Regions from separate parts of the Mus musculus genome. Here region 2 is linked to region 1. The links are chromatin contacts, called in public Micro-C maps. All regions are on one chromosome and are shown on one strand. The core of a region is the stretch at or near the end of the contact, and the rest is flanking DNA. Distances in the headings are between cores, read along the strand shown. Region 1 overlaps Gm8633 (predicted gene 8633). Region 2 has its middle 30 kb from the start of Gm34297.

Region 1 (7,496 bases), core at 1,460-3,959:
AGGAGAGGAAAGGAAAGGAAAGGAAAGGAAAGGAAAGGAAAGGAAAGGAAAGGAAAGGAAAGGAAAGGAGCGAGGGGGAAAAAGGGTGGAGGTGGGAAGGGATAGCAAGAAGAAAGGAGGGAGGGAGGGAGGGAGGGAGGGAGGGAGGGAAGGGAGGGAGGGAGGGAGGGAGGGAGGGAGGGAAGGAAGGAAGGAAGGAAGGAAGGAAGGAAGGAAGGAAGGAAGGAAGGAAGGAAGGATGGATTGTGAGGGTAAAAAGTTGGAAGAATGTGGTCCTCGGAGCTGAGAGGTGATAAGATGGAGTCCCAAGGGGAGACTATTATAATCACAGCTCATTGAATGCAATATGAAATTATCAAAAGTTAACAAACTTAAAATGTTAAGTATATTTCTACGTGCTCAAATTAAAATTTAATTGTGTTCTATAAGAAAAACAACAAAATACTTCAAAGAAACATAATTCCCAGTTGAGAGAATTCTCTCATTGTCCTCATGAGTTTCTTTAAAAAAAAAAAAACAATAAATAGTTGTTAAATTGTAAAATATGTGTAGAGAGATAAACATGTATGTATATATGCATGTATGTACGTAACAACAACTAAAAGTAGAGGCTATAAATTTGAGATCTATCAAGGGGAGATTGTGCATAAGATATTGGCAGATCATGGTACTATTAATTTCAAAAAATAAGAAAATATTATAAAAACACTGGTATAAATACTAACTTTATTTTGACATGTAGTTTCTTGATTTAAAAAGAAAAAAAATTCAAGACTTGGAAAGTAAGAAGTTTTTTGCCATTGCATTTCATCTTTTATTGTAACTTACTTTAGAAACAGCCACTTGAGTAGGTGATTAATTCTTAGCTCCTGCTATCAGCTTTTATATTCTAGAATCCTACAGATATACCCTGTCTTAATATTTTATTATAGGGACACCAAAACAGGTCCTCTTGTTGATTACTAAGATTCAATGGCAGCTCTGCTCTATTTTCATGACCTTATTGAAATTCCAAGTTCTCTGAGCTTTATCATGTTAGAGTCCATAACTTCTCTAAAACCCAGTGGCTTTACCTTTTAAATATTTAAAAAGCTCCCAATCCACTTTCAAAGCCAAAGAAAGATGCATTTGTCATTATTCTTGTGAGATTAACACAAATAAATTTAGGTAGGCCCTAAAGCAAATAAAATCAGAGTATTCAGACAGCCGTATAAATAATTCTGAAAATATAAAAAAGGGAAATCAAAATGTAGTTCTATAGAAATCTGAATCCATTTGATTTATACTCCTACACAAAAAAATCACACTAAAGAATGTTATTCTGTACTCATACTTAAGAAATCAAAGTTGCATTTCACATAAAATACAACAGGTTTCATGTTAGAGATGAAAATATGGCTTAAAGAAATATATTAGATAATAACAAATCAAATAAATACATGTGCATATGTATGCATACACATCTATATGAGACTGTGATGTGTTTATGAATGTGCCATTGAAATTTAAAAAAAAAAAACAACCTGAGCCAATTAGGTTAGATAAGTTTGTTCTAACACGCCTCTAAATGCACCTTGTTTTAGTCAATACATTTAGCTATCTAAATCTTTAGAAAAGGACTACCTGTCCTAACATGTGTGTCTAACGTACCCCCAATGTTTTGCTCAAAGACTGACATTGCTCCCTCCTAAGCCATCTTGATACTTTGCCAACACATTTAAGGCAGCCACTTTCCACTTCCTAAAAGCTAGCACACATAGACTGTTAAAGTACCCAGAGCAACATGACCAGTGTCGAGAGAGCCGTGTGAGCTGTTAAAAGGTTTGCACTTCACTCCAGTCATGCAGGACCTGAGTCCAGAAACAGATTGCAGCTTATGGCTACGAGTCATGGGTAAGCTGGTGAGTCAGGCTGTGACCAGGATCGAAAGGCTTTATCCTTACATATGTTTCAAGCTGCAATGAATAATAAGCCTGCAGCATTGCCCTTTAGCTCCATTTCCCAACTCAGATGTGAATGATCTAATGTCTTTTCTGGCATAGCTCAGAGGTCTGTTGGTAACAAGTCTGCATTGCTGAATGTGTGCAATTTAAGCTATCAGTTGCTTTTGTCTTGGTTAGGCTTTGCCCATCTGATCTGCTTAGGATTAAGAGCTAGCAGAGTCAAAAGAGGTTGTTCAAACGATTAGAAATGTAAAATCTTATACGTGAAAAGTATCTGCCCATAAAGCAGAGATAAATGGTTTGATAGTCTCTCAGACATTCTTTGAATGCATTTCCTAAATGTGTTACTATAGAATGTACTTTGCAAGATCCTAAAACAAATGGACATTATAGATTCTGTCAGACTTTGAACATTTCTCAAGACAGTATCTTCATAGTCTTAATTTACTGATGTAGTAATTCAGTTACTTTAAAAAAATAATAAGAGCTATTGTCATCTTATACCAGGTATGCTGCAATTAGGATGTCACCAACAACTTTGCAGAATCCCATGTGACATATTCCCACCTAGATTCCAGAAAGTAGAGAGTGTCCTTGGGTTGGGGGTGGGTGTGAAAATCACAGGATTTTCTTAATGTTTTCATTCAGTAACCAAAACCATCTAGTGACTCATGTTATTGAAAAACACTCTGCTAAAGATGGCTCATTGCATTACTATTCAGCAAAGTCCACAGAGGCCAAGAAAGGCTGTCCTTAAATATCCGGGCAACTTTCCACAGAGGGTGAGAAACCCCACCCATCCCATAGATTTGTTCAGCCAGGTCCTGGGATGTCACTGGATAGTTGAAAGGATTTCACACGGAGGCCAGGGCATCCACAAGCCTTTGAAGAGGGCCCAGCTGTACCTGCTGCCCGGAAAGCTCACATAAGTGAGGGCTTCCGGTGGCTTGACATTCTCTCCTCAGGATTAGTGGAGACTCAGCTTTGAGCCATGGCTGGGCCTTCCTCGGTCCTAAGGGCAGAATGGAGCAGGGACAACTGAATGTTTGCTAACATAACTGCCATCTGCCACTGTTAAGTCTTATGGTGACAGAGTGCACGTTAATGCCAGATAGACTGAGAACATTCACCATCTGCTCATTGCCCTGAAATAAAATGAACTGGGTCATCTGGATTTGGAAGCCTCACTGGAATTACCGACATCTATTCCCAAAGTTAAGGATAGAAATTTTCCCCCAACTTTACATTGTCCAAGTCACTCAGAGAATTATTTTCTTATAGTAGGAAAATATAATTAGATAATAATTTATATATTAACAACAAAGGGTTTTCTGACACTTGAATTATTATATCGGTAAGCAGCGTTGTTATACATCAATATCCATCTAAATCCTTCTACAGGAAAGAGCAATACTAAATTAGAGATGATGATAACGCTTAACAGATAAAGAAACTTGCCCCTGGGATTCAAAGCCTGACCTGCTGAGTTTGACCCTGGAACCCACAGGAATGGAGGAAGCATGGCAGAACCGTCCTCACACGCCTGCACATGCTCCATGGCAAGCACCTCACATAACTAACACAATATACCTATACTTGTAATCTACATCTATGTCTACACCTATACCTATAATGCATATCTATATCTACATCTATATATCTTAATGACATATGTTCAAGTAGAGAATAAAAAATACATGAACCTTGTTGTTAAGCTAATTAAAGGCTTAGTTCTTTATTTCTAAGTACAGAGCAGAAGTAAATTAATAAAGAATTTCAGCCATCACACTGCAGTTTTAGGATTTAACTGAACCAAAATAGTGAGGAAATATTTTCTTTCCCTCAAGAGAGTGAAATAAAAAGGTAATTCTACTTCTACACTGTGAAATCAGCTCCTGGTTTTGTGTTTTGTTTTGTTTTGTTTTGTTTTTAAACTTATATCTCTCACCTACCAATCAACACTTCTCCTCTGTTCTGATATCTGCCAGTCTAGTAACAGACAAGTTCACTAGCTAGGTATTTAGGTTGGATCTCAGCTGAATAAAGGACATATGAGAGAAGGAACAGGAATAGAATAAATGATAATTTCAATTCATTATATTAGCCATTGACCGGAATTGTTGATCTTTCAAAGAGTATACCATAGCTGACTCTTTCCAAGAGTTTGCTTAAATTATATTAACTTGAAAAGAGAATTAACTACTTTTAATAACTGCTGAGCATCAGTCACAATCATATAGCTCATTTGGACCACCTTTCATGGAGAGGCTTCGAATATAACTAGTGGGGCTATCTTGAACTCCCATGAGATTTGGATTTTAAAATTACCATCCATGAGCTGGATTATCAATAAATTTTTTCCTAGCAATGTCTGTTTAGTGAACAACCCTGGGTTCTGATCTGCTCAGGCACTGAAGGCAAAGCAAGGAATACAATTGTATACAATATCTATTATTATGAAACTTTTAGGGACAGTAGAAATTTAGGCAGTAGAAATTTCTTCAGTTGCTGTTCCTTAAGTTTCTATCAATTTGAGCAGAATGTATTTCCAATTGCTATGAATGTAATAAGCCACTACTGTATGCTATACATTAAGTTATCATTTTGAGAAAAGACAAATAGGTTTAATCTTTCTTATTACTATTGTGTTTCTTTACATGAGACATAAAGATTACACATAAAAGCAAAGCAAAATCATAAACCACATAAAGTATTTCAGAGTAACTACCTTAACTACAATTTAAAGCAGACTTCTAGTTTTCTCTCACACAGTGTCTCATACTCTTCCTACAGCTTTGATCACCTATATAATGCTATTTCTAAGATTCACTTAATATATGTATTTTTATTCTCTAGCTGGTCCTAAAAGCTTCATAATAATAGATATTGTATATGATTGTATTCATTGCATTGTCTTCAGTGCCTGAGTAGATCAGAAACCCAGGATGTTCACTAAACATGCAGAGAGCTTCAAAAAGTATGCCATACTCATAGTCTAGTGAAATATAATTCAAAATAAAGCATAATTTAATTATTTTTCTTACTAACTTTTTATTTATTCCATGGTTTGTGAATATGTGTTAAATCCATATTATCTTATGGATGGATGTTGTTAAAATACGTATAATTTCTGACTGCATTTCTCTCTTGCTGTAGAGGGACAGTATTTAGTTATTAAGTTGTTAAATTATATATCATCATGACTGGGTAGATATCTCTGTTGGTAATGCATTTTCTGCACAAATGTAAGGACAGAGTTTGGAACCACAGAACCCATTTAAAACCTAAACAGGTAGTGAGGACCACTGAGCACAGGGTCTGGGAAAAGGAGTGTCTAAGCAGATAGCTAGCTAGATTAGCAGAGTGGGAAATCTCCCATTTCAACATGAGGATCCACCTAAATACAAAATATGGAATAATGAGGGACACACACACATCGTCAACTTTATACCTCCACATTCATGCTCACACGTATATGCCCACACACATAGAAACAGGCATATATGCATGCATACATAATACATGTATATACAAAATATCATAATATGTAAACACAACATTGCAACATGGGATAGTGTTAAAGAATAAAAGTGGCAATGGAGATTTCACCTACCCTTAGGAGCAAGGGAACAGAAACATCTAAGGAAATTATGATTTTTAGATAACAGAGAACATCAAGGCCAACTGACAGAAAGAAAATTGGTTTTCTGGATCATTCATAAGAAGTAAAGGCTACAGTGAATACTAAGCTGGCCTGTCCTCCCAAAAATGTTTGAAGTTAACATGAAAACTATATAAAAATACTATGTTCCTTGAGGTATTTTGTTTTCAACTTTATACATGTTATATTTCTACATTTTTAATCAAACCTTTATTCTGGATGTGTTGAACACTCTCTCTCTCTCTCTCTCTCTCTCTCTCTCTCTCTCTCTCTCCGTGAAATTTTGTCTTTGTAGCCATTCAATAGATCACAAACTGGATGTTATTTCAGAAGCATCATGCGCAAGTCAGAAGTTCTTCACATAACAATTATTTTCACACATTTAAGAAGATACCAGAAGAGACAAGCATACAAACCAGAGTAGGAAAAGAATCAAACCACATAGTCAAGCTGGGCGTGGTGGTGCACACCTTTAGTCCCAGCACTTGGGGGGCAGGGGCAGGCAGATTTCTGAGTTCGAGGCCAGCATGGTCTACAGAGTGAGTTCCAGAACATCCAGGAATACATAGAAAAACCCTGTCTTGAAAAACAAAACAAAACAAAACAAACAAACAAACAAACAAAACAACATAGTCAAATCATGTTCTACATTTAACTTGTTTTAAAAGAGAACATTTTCCTTTTTAAAATGAGTCACCATAGAGATAGAAGGCAGAAATGTGGCATACAAGTGATATATTTCTTCAGAATCATTAAATATTGTGAGAGGGGACTCGAGCCCCAGGCTACCTTGCCAGCAGAGTCTTGCCCAACACCCGCAAGGGCCCACACGGGACTCCCCACGGGATCCTAAGACTTCTGGTGAGTGGAACACAGCGCCTGCCCCAATCCAATCGCGCGGAACCTGAGACTGCAGTACATAGGGAAGCAGGCTACCCGGGCCTGATCTGGGGCACAAGCCCCTTCAGCTCCACTCGAGCCCCGGGCTACCTTGCCAGCATAGTCTTGCCCAACACCCGCAAGGGCCCACACGGGACTCCCCACGGGATCCTAAGACCTCTGGTGAGTGGAACTTAGCGCCTGCCCCAATCCAATCGTGCGGAACCTGAGACTGCTGTACATAGGGAAGCAGGCTACCCGGGCTTGATCTGGGGCACAAATCCTCTTCCACTCCACTCGAGCCCCGGGCTACCTTGCCAGCGGAGTCGCCTGACACCCGCAAGGGCCCACACAGGATTCCACACGAGATCCTAAGACCTCTAGTGAGTAGAACACAACTTCTGCCAGGAGTCTGGTTCGAACACCAGATATCTGGGTACCTGCCCTGCAAGAAGAGAGCTTGCCTGCAGAGAATACTCTGTCCACTGAAACTAAGGATAGTGCTACCCTCCAGGTCTGCTTATAGAGGCTAACAGAGTCACCTGAAGAACAAGCTCTTAACAGTGACAACTAAAACAGCTAGCTTCAGAGATTACAAGATGGCGAAAGGCAAACGTAAGAATCCTACTAACAGAAATCAAGACCACTCACCATCATCAGAACGCAGCACTCCCACCCCACCTAGTCCTGGGCACCCCAACACAACCGAAAATCTAGACCCAGATTTAAAAACATTTCTCATGATGATGATAGAGGACATCAAGAAGGACTTTCATAAGTCACTTAAAGAATTACAGGAGAGCACTGCTAAAGAGTTACAGGCCCTTAAAGAAAAGCAGGAAAACAGAGCCAAACAGGTAGAAATCATTAAAGAAAAACAGGAAAACACATCCAAACAGGTGATGGAAATGAACAAAACCATACTAGAACTAAAAGGGGAAGTAGACACAATAAAGAAAACACAAAGCGAGGCAACGCTGGAGATAGAAACCCTAGGAAAGAGATCTGGAACC
Region 2 (7,496 bases), core at 3,571-6,070, 180 kb after region 1:
AAAGTCCTGAAATGTCATTCAGTTTTATCCCACCCCCACCCCAACCCCTCTGGTCTGCACACTATTAGCAGCTGGAAATTTTTTCTTTTGAAGGTTAAATAACACAACATTAAAACACTTCATCATATTCTTATAGAAATTCAAGCTAGTACTTTTCATGCTTGGTACGATTAATTATTGCGTCTAGAAAGTCCCAGACCCTGAAACATAGAAAACATGATGTCATTATTCACTTTTCCAATGACTCCTTGTTCTATGAGTTGTAGACGCTATGGTCATATCCCAAGAGGGTGGGGAGGATTCAACTTGCTTCTAGACCTCTGCTTTGGGGAAATGGGAGGATTTCCCCCATACATCACAAGTTACTAGCTCATCTAAGGACATCCCCAATAGCTCAAGTGTCTCTCCACACTGAAGGAAAGCAAGTCAAGGACAAACTCTATGAAATCCTGAAACAAATAAATTCCACTCTCCCGTGAGAAGGAATAGGAAGTAGGGAGTTTTCCAAGAGAACTCTGTTGCTGTTCTTTTGGTTGCCTTGTTTTATTTCGTTTTGTTTTTCCCTCACATGTTTTAAAGAAAGTTTCCTCTTGTTTCTCATTGCAGCTAAGCTTCATGGTGAATATTCTTTTTTTTTTTTCCTTTAGACCTTTCTGTTTAGCCTATGCCATGGTTAATATGTAAGTGTTAAAAAAAAAAAAAAAAAAAGGACTCAAGTCAAAGAAAGCTCAAGTTTGAAGCCATGTGCAGCCTTTCCTGATTCTGTAATCGTGAACAAACACTGAAGTCACCTTTGTGTATTTGCTCATGATATGTAAAACAAATGTGTTTGCTCACTATCTCCTATGAAGGTTAAATCAACACCATGCTTAGTTGGCCACTGTGTTCTCTCCCTTTCTCGTTCTATACACACAGCAGCCCTACCATTGGCTCAGCCTTCCTCAATCACAGAAGGGTTGGTGTAAAGTATATAAGCTTCTTTTCTACCCCAAGAATATTGATAGGTGATCTTGCCATCATACACGATGGTTCATGTTCTCAACATCTAGGCATAGAATTATAGAATTACTTTACTTAATACAACTTAAGCTTCACTCGTCCAACACACTCACAGAAAGAGAGAGAGAGAATTGCAGATGGTTCTGGGCTAAGGCTTCAGGACCTTCCTCAGTAACTGAATTCATAATTTCACTTCTATTTTTTTTATATCCAATGATATAAACGCCTGTAAACCCCACTTTCATATCAGCTCATTTTTAGTGATTTTTCTGACGTACAAGCTGTTACTTTTTCTAGAAAAGAGCATCAGCCTTCCTACCTTGAGCCAAATCATCTCGTCCTGCTACGATATGCCACCGTTTCCAGGGTTCCTTATCATTTCTGAGGTATCAGTTTGGTGGCTCATCATTTTAATCTCTGTAAATTTATAATTTACTTTTCTTGAGTTATATTTCTAATTAATAACCAACCACCTTAATTTTCGTCATCTGTCATATGCCTGATGTATTATAATCATGGAAAGACTCCTTGCTCTTTTCTTTTTTTTTTTTATTTCTGCTCAATACGTTGAAAAATGTTGCAACGAAGTTACCTGCTAGATCAAAGTGTAAACCACCCATTTTTACTGTGATGAATTCCCAGCTTCCCTATTTTGTATGTCAGGACTTCCCTTGCCATCATGGCGGTCACATTGAAATTGTTTCCCAGTAACAAATGCACGATGGCCCAGTGTCATCTGTCACTCAGAACTTCATTCCACAGAACTGAAAAGTTTACGAGTGGGGATTTTGCTCTGAAATTTTTACCAAGACCCAACCCCAACCTCATCGAAATCTAAATTCAAGCTTTGGAGACTGAAACCAAAGGAGGTACACCCCAGAGGAACTTCAGAGGTGTGCCTGAACATGATGCTGTTGTGGTTGCAGAAGGTTGGGAGAAGTTCACTGTTAGTGATGCAAAATTGTAACTACTGGATTTTTTTTATTGGATTTCTCTTTAGTCATATTTCAAATGTTATCCTCTCTCCAGGTCTCCCCTCTAGAAACCCCTTATCCCATCCTCCCTCCCCTGCCACTATGAGGGTGCTCCCCCACCCAGTCACCCACTCCTGCCTTCCTGCCCTGGCATTCTCCTACACTGGAGTATCAAACTCCCATAGGACCAAGGGCTGTTTCCTCCCCATGAGGTCCAACAAGGCCATCCTCTGCCACATATGCAGCGGGAGCCATGGGTTCCTGCATGTGTACTCTTTGGTTGGTGGTCCAGTCCTCGGAGTTTGGGGGAGAGGGGAGGTGACTCGCCGATTGATACTGTTGCTCCTGCCACAGGGCTGCAAACCCACTCAGTTCCTTCAGTCCCTTGTCCAACTCCCCCATATGCTTAGTCCAATTGTTGGCTGCAAGCATCCACCTCTGTATTTGTCAGGCTCTGTCAGAGCCTCTCAGGAGACAGCCATATCAGGCTCCTGTCAGCAAGCACTTCCCAGCATCCACAATAGTGTTGGGGTTTGGCAACTATATATGGGATGAATCCCCAGGTAGGGCAGTCTCTGCTCTACACTTTGTCTCCATATTTCCTCCTGTGAATATTTTGTTCCCACTTCTAAGAAGCACTGAAGCATCCACACTTTGGTCCTCCTTCTTCTTGAGCTTCATGTGGTCTGTGAATTGTATCTTGGATATTCCGAGCTTTTGGGCTAATATCCACTTATCAGTGAGTGCATATCATGTGTGTTCTTTTATGATTGGGTTATATCACTCTGGATGATAATTTCTAGTTCCATCCATTTGTCTCCAAATTTCATGAAGTCGTTGCTTTTAATAGTTGAGTAGTACTCCATTGTGTAAGTGTACCACATTTTCTGTATCCATTCCTCTGCTGAAGGACATCTGGGATCTTTTCAGCTTCTGGCTATTATACATAAGGCTGCTATGAACATAGTGGAGCATATGTTCTTATTACAAGGGCTGGAGAGATGGCTAAGCTGTTAAAGGCTAGGCTCACAACCAAAGATAGAAGAGTGGCTAACATATCTCAATCTCCATTTGTCAATTAGCCACCGTGAGGACATGGTTCAGGTTCCTCATCTTATATAGTTTCTACGTATGGAGGTTCTCATTTGAAAGAGAAGTAATTTAAAGTGTTGTAAAGTTCCCAGATCACAGTAAGCATTGCACTCATATTAGCCATTTTTATTACCAGCTACCATCTCAAATAAGTAGGGCTTTTTTGAGAAAATGAATATTTCTGATTATGTGGGTTTTGTCATGATTCTAGTTTTAGGTAATATTTTATCTGAGCAGGGCCCCAACCAAACATAAAAATTAAACACATTTCACTTTCAGCATGGAGTCGACTAGAATTGACTCCTGAAATTAGTTATTTGAGAAGCACTTTATATTTTTATTATCTAAATTGTAGAAATAATGGTAAAGTTTCCAATGAACTGTCTCAAAAATATGCACAAGGGACTTCAAAGGTAAAATTACACTGAAGAGTTTGTGTCTTGCCAAGGAATAGTGTTCTATAGAGCAATGCTCTCATCTAATGTGTATAAAGATATAATTAAGACAACATAGTAACCCCCTCTCGTACTTTCGTGAGTTGTACTCTATCTTGTCAGAGGAAAGACAGCTAAACACATTGTCCTAACATGGTATAATGTCCTGTGGAAGATGAACACATGCAGTGTTAGAGTGTTTAGATTTAAGCTTTCATTTCATTGTGAGATGCCCTCACTCTGTAAGCCTTTGCTGGCCTCAGGAGCTTTTAGCGAGTGTATGTGCTTGTGAGTGTTTACTTTAGACATTAAAAAAAGAGTCTTTTATAAATCTCATTACAACTTTCTTTCTCCTACTCCTCCTATGTTCAACCTCCTTTCTTAATTCACAACTTCTTGTTCTTTAACCATTGTTAATACACACACACACACACACACACACACACACACACACACACACACACACACTGATGAGTCCGTGCAGTGTTCCTTGCATGGATATGTGTCTTGAGCTGACCACTTTATTGGATAACATTCACTATGACGGGAAAATATCTATGAGATCTCAACAACATGATTGCCTAAACAGGACCTGAACATTTCAACAAGAGTCGGCATCCTTGCGTAGATGGGAGAAACCTCACAGGGGCCATCTCTATAGAAAAAGCTATAGACAACAAACAATTTGAGGGAGGAAAGAGAGGAAAACAGAGACAGACAGGAGGGAGAGAGAGAGAGAGAGAGAGAGAGAGAGAGAGAGAGAGAGAGAATATTAAGCTTTGTAGATATTAAGGGAATTTTTTTTTTGCTCTCACTACTTGAGACCACAAAAACATGCTTTCTCATCTTAATAAAGTTAATAGAAAAAAAATGGCAATAGTACTGGTTGCTGGTCCCTTTGTTTCTTTAAGTAAATTAAATACAAAACACCTGTATTCAATGCAGGTGCCTAACAGAGTTTTAGAGAGGAAATAATTAAGGCCATTTTCCTCCTTACCAAATCAGTATCCCAAAAAAGAAATCCCAAGGGAGGACTAGTGTAAACACACGTAATCCAACACTCAAGGAGGGGGCTTGCGTTTCTGTCAAAGCACACAGCGACTTGCATTCAGACTTCAAGTACACAAACTCAGGGTGCCTCAGTTGAAGGATGCTGATAAAAACATCTTCTGTGAGTCATCCCAGTATGCAGTGTAAAAAAAAAAAAAAAAAAATGTTGAGGTCTTTCCTCAAAGTGTGAAAGGATATGGGAGCTATTCTCCCACCCACTGGGTGGGGTGGAGTGGCTGGATGTGTCACTGGGTGTGACTGCATGATGACACACCATGATGAAAATCCCAGTGGTGAAATTTCACTGTGCATCAGGACACAAGATTAGACCCCATTCCCCACCCCGTTCACATTCCAGCACAGAAATGAAAGGAAGCGGTAGAATGCAAAAGTGGGTGTACTGTCAGGGAGTCATTTTCAGCCCTTTGAGTTCATGAAGAGGTCTGGAAGACAGATGTATGTGAAAGGAATCATCCATCGCAGCCTCTCTCGCTCTTATCTGGAATGAAGAGACAGCTTTGTCATGCAGCTACCCAAGGCTAATCCTCTCCACTCCCTGCAATCTCCTCAGTCTACTGCCTGAGGACCTTTGAAGCCAGGATTTAAACCCCTAAAATTAGAAGCAGGATTATACTGGTTGCAGACTGCTGAAAAGCTTACCACTTCCTGGAAAGAGCAGGGAATGATGTCTGATTGTCTGTGGAGGGATAAACGGAGAGAGGGAATGTCAATTTTAAGAGAAATAGTGAAGGCCAACTTATCAGGTTCTCAATAAATCTGACTAGTCTTTTTCTGACACTCAGACATACTCATAAGATATATTTTCATACATAGAAACGTTACCCAATTGACTTGAGTGTTTGTTTATAAAATGCCCTATTCTCTTACAATTGATCCCTTCCTCCCTCACCCTCTCAAGTGCTTTCAGTATAGCTGGGTCAGCAACATAGTGCATTACAGTTTATCAGTGGTTTCTCCTTATGACTGCACAGCTATCGGGAGATGAAGTTCCCTGTCACCATCTATCAAGAGATATAGTACTCTAAGAGAGTGTAGTACTATATATTGCTAGCTCAAGTAAAGATCAAAATTCAAGGCATTCTTTTTAACAAATGCATATTACCTCCTACCCTCATGGAGTTGAAAGACAACATGACAAACCATTGGAAATCAGGCACCATCTGTATCCATTTTCATAAATCAAGGCCACCTATATTAGCACAGAGTAAAAATTAATAAATGTATCTTGGTAATTACATTTGATGCTATATTTAGACTATATAATGAATGAAATTCTTGTAAGTACCTGGAGCATAAGGACTATAAGATGACTTATTTCCATACCCCTTCCCATTGCATCATAATGAGGTCAACTGTGTCCATATGATTCCCTTTGGCCAACGAATGCGTATTATGAGAGTCATTTCCAAGCAGAAGGTTTATTAAACACTCTGAATGCTTCCATAAGCTCCTTTGTTTCACTTCTACTTAACGGTAATATTCTGGATATAAAAAGAATCACCAAGTGTGGCCAATAATGACAAGGGAACCTAAAGACCCTAGCCAATCATTGAGAAACCTTACGTGTGTAAGGGTATGACATTCCTCATTGCACTATAACCTAGCCAACCCAAACTAATTCGTACTAAGCAACGTTTCTTGTGATTTTTCAAGAGACCCCGATTTCCCAGTCACAGCTTTTAAGAAGCTTTATTTCCATTAAGTGAACGCCTTCGAAGCAGTTTTACATATCTGAAAGGCACTGAGGGGAAAAGAGAGGAAAGTCTAAACCTAGTGAAATCCTGATACAGCACAGATGGGAGGAGTCCCAGCTGTTCTTCAGCTTCTATTGTATGGATGCTTTCAGGAAAAAAAAAATAGTTTTGCATATCCCCTTCCTGATTCTTCACCGGGGCAAAAGCAAATTCATTACCTACAAAGTGCTAAAAAAAAATGATGCTTATTCTTAGTGCACTAACATGCAACTGAAGGATATTATTAAACTGACAAATATTTGTTAAAGCAAATAGGTAGAACTACAACTCCAACTTAATGAGACAAACATTTTGGCACTCCAGGGAATACTAATATGACAACATTGTGTTAATATCCAGCATCTTTCTGGGATTCCCAAAGGGACTCTTCTCTAATCATTTCCTTTGGCATTAATTGAAATATTTTTACCCACTTGTAATTTTTCTCCTGAGTCTGTTTCACTTTCAGAATTCATCATGTTACAATGACATCTGCTCATTTTCCATGTATGAATTAGAATGTGGGATTGATAAATTAATCTTGTTTTTCCTCTAGAAACAAAATGTTATCTCTAAAATTCCTTAAAAGTTACCTGCCTGAAGCCTGCAGCATTTGAAATTCATGTTAATGATGCAGGAAGAACTCTAAGCCTCATCAATGTCTCCTTAGATGGGGCATATACAATACCCACTGCCTTGAGTAGCCGAATCTGGTAACTACTGCTTAGGGTAGATACACTCTCAGAAATGCACATTTCCAGATAAAGCCCAGAAACTCCTTTTTTGAATCTGACTGGGAGCAGCCATTTTGCAGAAGAAACAACAAATCAGAATCTATGATGTCTCCCACACATCAGTTTCCTACTGTCTGTGGAGGTCATTAATCAGATTAACAGTAATGGGGACTCTTCTGTCTGTGAATCTGAGAGAAGCTAGTGAGGAATATTCTGAGGAGGGGCAGAATCTATATTAGCTGTGTTTTTGAAAGGAATACATTGCTATGAGAAATGTGAATGATCAAACTGGAAATGGTATAAAGGATAGTCAATAGTGGGTGCTCAGAGTTTTAAGAGCATCTATCAAAAGTACCTACTATGTGCTAGGAAGACTAGATATGTGTCTTAGGGTTTCAATTCTTGAACAAAACATCATGACCAAGAAGAAACAGGACAGGAACTCACACAGGGCAGGAA

Evidence for each region. A called contact is a pair of places that touch in the nucleus more often than the background predicts.
Region 2: a contact with region 1 is called in a Micro-C map of muscle stem cells, with 2.5 times the contacts expected there. The contact joins two enhancer-like sites. A contact is called at or near these places in 1 of 15 datasets of contacts at CTCF or cohesin (the NIH/3T3 cell line) and 4 of 484 Hi-C or Micro-C datasets (the C2C12 cell line, adipose-derived mesenchymal stem cells, muscle stem cells and 1 more).

What each region holds. Positions count from the first base shown.
Region 1 is chr10:98,330,927-98,338,422 of GRCm38.p6, forward strand. All of the region lies in intron 4 of Gm8633 (predicted gene 8633), which reads right to left. Among named protein-coding and RNA genes, the nearest start is that of Gm8633, 17 kb to the right of the region's middle. Within about 2 kb of position 2,710, at least 82 of the 459 cell types and tissues checked have an H3K27ac peak or open chromatin away from gene starts, as enhancers often do. A contact at or near this core is called in the C2C12 cell line, the NIH/3T3 cell line, adipose-derived mesenchymal stem cells and 2 more, where this site is marked.
Region 2 is chr10:98,503,856-98,511,351 of GRCm38.p6, forward strand. No RefSeq gene overlaps it. Among named protein-coding and RNA genes, the nearest start is that of Gm34297, 30 kb to the right of the region's middle. Within about 2 kb of position 4,821, at least 61 of the 459 cell types and tissues checked have an H3K27ac peak or open chromatin away from gene starts, as enhancers often do. A contact at or near this core is called in the C2C12 cell line, the NIH/3T3 cell line, adipose-derived mesenchymal stem cells and 2 more, where this site is marked.